Regions from separate parts of the Mus musculus genome. Here region 2 is linked to region 1. Evidence: chromatin contacts called from public Hi-C data. All regions are on one chromosome and are shown on one strand. The core of a region is the stretch at or near the end of the contact, and the rest is flanking DNA. Distances in the headings are between cores, read along the strand shown.

Region 1 (4,065 bases), core at 995-3,494:
AAAGGGGGAAAATGCAGACGTTGGATAAAAACAGCAAGAAATAGTCATTTTCATTAATAGGTCTCAAACAGCATGAAACAGCCATTACTATCTAAGCTTTACACAATCCTCTCTGCAGACCCCTCTTCAGCATCACTCCCAAAGCTGAGTAACTTCAGAGCAGTAGTACTCTTAACACCAGGAGTCTTTATGCTAACAAGGCTCAAAAAACCTACTCCATACCCCACGGGAGTTAGGGCGTGTCTCAGATTCCCGCAGACATTACCATTTTCTTAGGAAGAAACTGCTCCCTCTTCTTCTGGAGACTTGGGTGGGCTCTTGGACCGCGACCTAGACTTGGACTCTCGCTTCGACACGGGCGGAGGGCTTCTCGATCGCGACCTGGACCTTGACCTCGAGCGGGATCTGGAGACGGAGGAGGACTTGGACTTGGATCTTCGGGCAGATCTGGACTTGGAGGTTGATCTGGAGCGCGAGCGAGTGCGGGACCGAGACTTGGAGCGGCTGTAGCGGGAGCGGCTTCGCGACCTGGACCGACTCCGGCTTCGAGATCGGCTGCGCCGGCGTCGCCGAGGGCTGCGAGTGGGACGTGAACGAAGCGACAGGGTGAGCTTGCAGGCCGCCGGTCCCGCCCCGCCCGCCCCGCCGCCATTATCTGGCTGCCAGGCGCCATTTCCCTTGCCGCGAGGCGGGGTCTCGCACGGAGTGGCCCGGCCCTGCTGCCACCCCGGCCGCGAGGGAGGGGCTGGCTCCACGTGCTCCGCGTACCTTTGTGCCCGTCCGCCTCCCGCTCCGCCCCGGGCCCCGCTCACCTGCGGCTCCGCCGCCCGTAGCCGCCGCCGCCGTACCGACGGGGTGGCGGGCCCCGGCGGCTGTGGTGCGAGTCGGGCGGGCGGCCGTAGCGCGCCATCTGCACCCGCAGCTCGCGGCCGTCGAGCACCGCCCCGTCCATGGCGTCCATGGCGTCTTCGGCGTCGCGCTTGTCGTGGAACCGGACGAAGGCGAAGCCCCGGGACTCCTTGGTGTAGCGGTCCCGCGGAATGTACACGTCGCCGACGCGCCCGTATTTCTCGAAGACGCGCCTCAGGGTGTCGGGCGAGGTGCGGTAGGTCAGGTTGTCCACCTTGAGGGAGGTCATGCCCTCCACATCGGGAGGCGGGCGGCCGTAGCTCATGGCTGCGAAGCGGCGCCGAGACCCTAACGCCCCGGACAGGCCCTCGCTCTCCGGAAACGCAGCTCCGTCAGGCGCTCGGTAGCTACAGTCCTCGTGGGTAGGGAGGGAGCCGCAAGGCCGCCGCAGAGCACCCGAACCTGACGGACGCCTGAGCAGCAACTAAGCGAGCGGGCGGGCCCCAGCGCGCATTTATACCCACCCTTACAAAATGGCGCCCGCGCCACCCGGAAATGAATCTCCTGATTGGCCCATTCGGCCGTGTTGCGTAACGTCGCCGCCGCGCGCCCCGCCCCTCCCAGGTGCGCCTGCGCACCGCGCGGCGGGCGGGCGGAAAGCGCGCAGTCACTGCGGTGGGGCGGGGGAGCAGCCAGAGAAGGCAGTTAGAAAGCCCGCCAAATGCTCTACCGTGGGTGCGTCCGCGAGAGCGCGGGGAAGGGGAAGAACGAGGCTCTATGGAGGGAGAAAGAGGAAGCGCGCCCCACCAGAGCCCCGCCCCTTCCCCACGCCAATGCCCGGGCTCCACGCGCCGTTCCGCCCAGCCTTCAGTCCCGCCTGTCAGAGCCGGTTCTTGCGCTCTCTTTTGCCTCTCTGTGTCCCGGGGCCACCTCACGTTCCCCTCTCCCGCCGCTCCTGACTGAGGCTCGCTGCCTTGGTTTCACTTCTCGGGGCCTTTGCTCTCTACGAAGGGACGGGTAGTGTAGACCTAAAGTACGCGCTAGCCACAGCGTGCGGCCGTACCCTCCCCTCCCCCCACGGGGCGCCGGGACTACATTTCCCGGCGGGCGCTGCGACCAGACTCTGGTCAGCTGACCGGTCTCGTGATCTGCTGTGAGTCAGGCCGGGAGGGCGGGCCCCAGCAGCTGCTACTGCTCGTCCTTGCCCCGGATCCCGTTCCCTGCAACTGGAGTTGCGGCGGGTAGACCCCGGGTCTCCTCTGCACTCGGTCGCGTCCCCGGAGGGTCCCGACTGTACCGGTGGGGAGAGATTTCCCTTAAACCCACGATTCCCATCCCAAGATTGGAAATCGGCAGTCTGGCTTCGTGGTTCTCTCATCTGGTTTCTTCCCTCAGGGCTGTCAGGGGGTTCGACTGGAGGAGAAGAGGTGACTGTCCTGGGCCGCTGCTGGCCTCTGAGCAAGCGGAGCCAAAATGTCCCCGGAGTCTAAAAAGCTTTTCAACATCGTTATTTTAGGAGTTGCCTTTATGTTTATGTTCACCGCCTTTCAGACTTGTGGAAATGTGGCGGTGAGTTGGAATCTGTACTCCTTCCTTTGAATGCCCGTCTGAATGCATTCCAGCTGTGACAATAAACGTTTATGTCCGCTACCACGCCAAGATTGCACCTCCTGTTTTTCAGCCTACCCTTTCTCGTTTTCTTAATTTTGTGTATCAGATATTTCGCGTTTACGTGGTGTTAAACACTTTCGTTTAATACTCAGATGCGGCTTGCAATTTGAGTATGGACCATAGTTACTTTAATTTTTGTGAATGTTAAACTCTGTATTTAGTGCTTGGGTGGCTTGTGGGTACAGTTGATTATCTGTTTCCCCATCTCGAGTATATCTTCTGCGGCAATTGAGTCGGTTTTTTTCTCCTCTCATGGTGGGCTTGGGTGAGAGGTGTGGATCATAACATTTTTTTTGAGTATTTAGACTTTCCTGCGGGGAGGGAGATGGCAAGACATTTTTGTTGATTAGTTTTATCTTCCACACAGCAAACTGTCATCAGGAGCTTAAATAGCACAGATTTTCATGGCAGTGGATATACCAGGTATTGTACTGTGTGCATGACTTTATTTTGCATGTCATAGTTCCATCCATCTCAGGAAAACCAGCAATAACATGTTGTAACTGAAGAGTAGCCATGATTGTGTCAAATCTGTCTCTCTTTTTCTGAGGTTTGAGCCACCCAGGTAGATCAGTAGATACAGACCCATACCTCCCAGAGTACGTGGATTAATCCTCAGAACCTACGTGGTGGAAGAAGAGAACCAGCTCCTGCAGGTTTTCATGTGTCTTCCACGCAGGAGAACACTCTCCTACCATACAAACATAAATTTTAAAATGTAGTAATAAAGTTACAGAGCAGGCATGGGGGTGCATGCCGTGAATCCCAAAATAAATAAGCGTGATGGTAAATTCTTTTACGATGATGACTAAAGGTCTTCTGTAGAATTAGGAGGCTTTGGGATTGAAAGCCTGGCTTCAGAACTGGGATGCTTTGCTACGTTCAGCAAGTTAGCTCTGTGACCCCAGGTTCTTTACTAAGATCATGGCTATGCAGGCAGTATAGTGCTTCTGGCTCAATATGCATGCAAGTCTTGTCAAAATCATGTTCTAATCCTGAACAGTGCTGTAGTTGTTGAAACATTGGATTTTTGAGGCTTTGTAATCTCATTCTCAATTTATAATTTCATCAGAAGCTTTAAGATTTTTATGCTGAAGCTGGGCGTGGTGGCGCACGCCTTTAATGCCAGCACTCGGAGGCAGAGGCGGCGGATTTCTGAGTTTGAGGCCAGCCTGGTCTACAAAGTGAGTTCCAGGACAGCCAAGGCTATACAGAGAAACCCTTTCTCGAAAAACAACAAAAAGAAAAAAAAAAAAAAAAAAAACAAAGATTTTTATGCTGAAGCTGAGCAGTAGTGACGCACGTCTTTAATTCCAGCACTTGGGAGGCAGAGGCAGGTGAATTTCTGAGTTCAAGGCCAGCCTGGTCTACAGAGTAAGTTCCAGGACAGCCAGGGCTATACAGAGAAACCCTGTCTCAAAAAAACAAAACAAAACAAAAAAAGATTTTTATGCTGTTTAGACATAGAAAATGAAAACTTCACAGGTCTGTAGTACTTTGGATTTGTAGCTGGAAATGTACTAAATACATGCACATATACAACCT
Region 2 (4,405 bases), core at 1,283-3,782, 3.1 Mb after region 1:
GCCACTCAGGGAGCACTGAGTGGGAAGGCCAGAAGCATATGGACAATGGTCTGTCTCTGCTTCCAGTGACTTCTCCCAGAGCTGCTCATTCACTGAGGCCTGCTCCCCTCCACCCCAGAACCAGAACCAGTGAGCCCCACTCCCACCTTGGCACAGTATAAGAAGAGCCGGGGTATATCAGAAGGTCTGGGAGGTGTGTTGACTGTCAGCCATCACCCTGGGTGACACTTATCATCATTCCTTCTGGGAAGATTCAGGAGGAGCCAATGACAATGGTTCCACCTTGACAATAGCTTCCTCCACTCCGATGGACAGAAGCGGGTGCAAGCTCACACACGGGCCACTATTTCCTAGCTACCAGCCTACTGAACTTTTAGGAAAGTAAGCAGATTCCTCAGACACCAGTGTAACAGGAAGAGGAATATGATGAAGTTTGTAACGGGCTTTGGAAGAAAAGGAGTCAGGGAAAGAGTGGCCCCCTAATCCACTTGGAGCCAGAGTCTTGCTGATCTGTGAGCATGCTGCTTATGGTGTGCCCACCCACTCAGCAACCTGACCTCTGACCATTGGTGCCCCCTACTATTAAAGGAGCTGCTTCCAGGGTCAGAAAGGCTTCCGTGCTGAAGTCTGAACTCGGGCTATGGTCAGCCCCAATAAAGAGCTGGAGGGAACACAACTCCTCTCTCCTGTCCCCTTCCAACCCCAGCAAGTCCTGTCAGGACGGCCATTGTCACAGAGCTCTGAGCTGCAGGCAGGTTTGAGACACTGTCCTGACACCCTCTTCCCACTGTGGGTTTCTGCTGCAGCTGGCCAGCCTCCTGCCTGGGACATGGACAGACCTGAGTCTGCCACCCATGTAGCACAGAAATGGGGTGACTATGGGTAGGCAGGCCCAGGAAAGAGTCTTGGGATGTTGTGGAAGGGGGAGTGGTCCAAGCCATGGGAACTTTTCTTGGGGGAGCTTCTCTGCCCTTTTTCAGACAGACCCCAAGTGTTTGCTGCCAGCCTCCACCTCTAGTTCTCCTCCATGGCCTTGGCCTGGGGCAAGCATGGAGGAGTTGCTTCTACCCCAGTGCACAGCTCCTTGTTGGCTTTCTGATCAGTGAGGGGATCAGTGTGTGCTTGAGTAGGCACCATACCATGCTGGTCTAAATGGACTAGAAAGTGAGATGAAGGGGCAGCTGTAACCAACCAGTCGCAGTGAACAGTAATTGACAAGTCCTTATTTGACAGCCAGTTAGTTTAAGCTGGCTTTCTGTCACAAGAAGAACCCAAGAAAAGACAGATACACAGAGATGTACACAGAGATGTACATAGACGACAAGGAAACAGAGGACAGTGGGCTGAATTCCTTCTCCTTACACATGTAGCAAAGTGAATAGGGGCCGTCTGAGTCCCCTGCTGAGGCTTGACAGCCGCGCCTTGGATTTGTGTCCTCTGGGTTGTTGGAGTGGTGTAACCAGCTGTCCAGGAAATGGATGCTGGAGTGTTATGTTTAATTAAAAGGAAACATTCAGCTCTGGTGTTTTACAATGTAAAGCAAATAATTCCTCTCTGTTCGTCTAATTGATGTAAATATTTCTTCAAAGGGAACCGCGTTGGAACCCCGTGTGCCAACCTGGTCAGTTTTCTCAGCCAAGCCTTACCCTTCCTTAAACCATCAGCTACTGGGCAATTCCAAGCTGTGCTGAGAGGCTCCTCCCCCGGAGCTATCCACCCAACTCCCGCCCCCGCCCCAATTCCCTTCCGAACCACCCCATGGAACTCGCTCCACGTCTCCCTCGCTCCTCTCTTGGGTCCTCTTCCCGGAATTCTAGACCCAACTGTCGGCCGCCACCCTCCGTTCAGCACCAGTCCACCACAAGCACCCGCCCCAGGGCCCACCCTGTCCCGATCCTGCCTCCAGGGCTCAGGGTTCTCCCGCTAGAGTTCAGCACCTTCCTCCGTCTCCACCTACTCCGGCTCCGGGTTTCCTCCCTTCCGGAAGACCGTCCAGGGTCGACGCACGCCTCGCCGACTCACCTGCAATAGCGCGGGAGCCACCGGCCCCTGTCGCGCACTCCTGAGGGACCCTTGAGGGCCTGCAGCTCGGATCGCTGCCTCCCGAGTGCCGCCTCCACGCGCGCTCGCGCCGGTGCCACCCGCACCGCCCACACCCCGCGCTAGCTCTTCCTGCGCCACCCCGCCCCCGCTTTCCGCCCCCAGCCCGGCTGTCGCTCCGACCCCCTCAGGCAGCTCCAGGGCCTCAGCGCGCCGCGCCTCCGCCTCCCAGCGGCCGACCAATTGCCGCTCGGAGCCGGCCTCCGAGTCCCTCCTCTAGCTCCGCCCTTCGCCCCCGCCTCCGAAATCTACCAATAGAAAAGACGGCGCAGGAGCGGGCCTGGCGGTTGCCTAGCAGCGGCTAGGCTGGGCGGGGGCGGACAGCCGGGGGCGGTGATCCGGGCGCGGCGGGGGCGGGGCCCGGAGGCGGGGTTTTTGTGGGGTGGGGCCTTCAGCGGCTATAAAAGCAGCGGCCGCCGGGCGCCGCGCTCTGTGGTCCTGGTCTGCGCGCCTTTTCCTGTTGCTGCAGTTGTCGCTTTCCTCACCGCCACCCGTGCCCCTGCTCTGGTCTGTGGTGTAGCCGGGACCCAGGACCATGTCGCTTTCACGCTCGGAGGAGATGCACCGGCTCACGGAAAATGTCTACAAGGTGAGTTTCCAGCGCGGCTCCGAGTCGCCCCTAGGTCTTCAGGCCCGAGCAGGGCACCGGCTCCCGGACTGCGGGTGTGGTGGACCGATCTTCCGTTGGTCACAGGTGGCCGCGCCCGCCCAGGGTCCTTACGCCCGCCGCGGCCCGCGCCGTCCCCGAGCACGAGTGGACGCCCCCACCCCGACGGCGCCGCTCAGCCCCCGCGCGCTCCCTCAGTACGCCTGTCTGTCCTGGCGTCCGGAGGGACCGAGATGTTCAGGGCCTGGGCTGCTCTGCGATCTGGCCTGGTCCGCTGCATCCCAGAGTGAGGGGAACAAGGAGCGGGGGCGGCGTGGAGGTTGCAGGCTGCTGCGGGCGGTCGCCCTGCGCTTGCTTGGCGCGGTGGCACCGTGGGGCTCTTCTAGGTGCTGTTATGCCAGCCTCTGGGCACTTTCTCTTCAACAGGCTTTCCCTTTCCACAACTCCTTTACGAGTGTTAATGGACGTGGCCCAAAGTGGGAGGTCGAGCTCGGACAGGTTGGATGGGTGGACAGATAATCCATCATCTTATGTAACCGCAGAGGGAGAAGACTAATTGTGTAGGAGGCTGACGCGCCTGCTTTTGCTTCTGATATGTGTTAAGAGTCTCGCATTCACATACTAATCTGTGAAATGACAGTTTCTCATGGAAGAACTGCAGAGCCTTGTGCAAGCCCCCTGGTGTCATGTTATGTCCATGCTTTGGGTACAGATGGACGGGCCATTTCCTATTTCTTCACCATGGGTTCTCACAGCCCTGGCCCCTTACCCTCAACAGCACAGCCTGGGGCTCCCTGATGGCATCAGGTCCGCTGCAGTTCTCAGTGACATTTTTTTTTTCAAGAGAGAAATTCCTGCCCTGCCCTGTGCATGGCAGTCCTCTTTACAAAGCTGTGCTTTATTTCAAAACTGTCTTAAGGGTGAGTGAAAGGCTTTCCACCAGCCACTAGGTTTTCACATGGAGTTGCTGGTTCATGGCTAAATGGGATTGTGCTCTGCTCGAGAGCAACAGTTTCTGATTGTATGAACCAACCATGGTTGTGCCTTTCTAGGCAATGGCCTGTGAAACCCTCATAGCTGTGCTTGCTCTGTTGCCTACAGCAGATGGAAGCCTCCAGGGTGGCTGCTTAGGTTTCAGCTGGAGTCCCGGGGGCAGATTATACTTTAATTCATCATTTAATAAAGGCTTTAGAGTTGTAGTTACATGGGTCTGGAGGAACCTTGAAGGTGGGTGTAGGGGCTGAAGGAGCTCTAAAACCATGTTCAAGCTGCCGGCAAACAAGATTGAGAACAGCCTTTTGTTCTTTATGTTTAGTATCTGTAGACTCCATGGTATATGTTCCCCTCTTGTTGGTCTGCGGAAGCACATGCTGTCGGGAGAGGGAGGTTTATTAAATTATTAGTCATTAGTTCCATTACAGTTTGCTTTGTACTGCAGGGGAATGGGAAAAGAAATACTGGTCACAGTCTGGTTTTCTTGCTTCTTTACTGAAATCGTTAAAGAGGAACTTCCATGGTGAGAATCACGCAGGGTATGAGGAGTAGCTTTGCTTTGGAGAGTCCCATGGTTCTCCTTAGTAAAACTCATGCCCGGGCAGTCAGCCTGCACGTAACGGCTTCAGGCTTCACTCACATGCTGCTGTAATTCATCTGGATGTCCAGTCAGAGCTGTTGCAGTGGCAGAGAATCTGGATCCAG

What was found. A called contact is a pair of places that touch in the nucleus more often than the background predicts.
Region 2: a contact with region 1 is called in a Hi-C map of CD4 T cells, with 6 times the contacts expected there. The contact joins the promoter of Baiap2 here to the promoter of Mfsd11 in region 1.

What each region holds. Positions count from the first base shown.
Region 1 is chr11:116,851,756-116,855,820 of GRCm38.p6, forward strand. It overlaps Mfsd11 (major facilitator superfamily domain containing 11), which reads left to right and starts at 2,245. Exons shown (of 13, transcript NM_178620.4): 1 at 2,245-2,418; 2 at 2,888-2,943. The coding sequence starts at 2,323. Srsf2 (serine and arginine-rich splicing factor 2) reads right to left here and starts at 1,339. Exons shown (of 3, transcript NM_011358.2): 1 at 813-1,339; 2 at 266-576. The coding sequence starts at 1,174. The coding sequence ends at 273.
Region 2 is chr11:119,940,560-119,944,964 of GRCm38.p6, forward strand. It overlaps Baiap2 (brain-specific angiogenesis inhibitor 1-associated protein 2), which reads left to right and starts at 2,533. Exons shown (of 14, transcript NM_130862.4): 1 at 2,533-2,689. The coding sequence starts at 2,636. Gm11767 (a long non-coding RNA gene) reads right to left here and starts at 2,535. Exons shown (of 5, transcript XR_001780400.2): 1 at 2,023-2,535.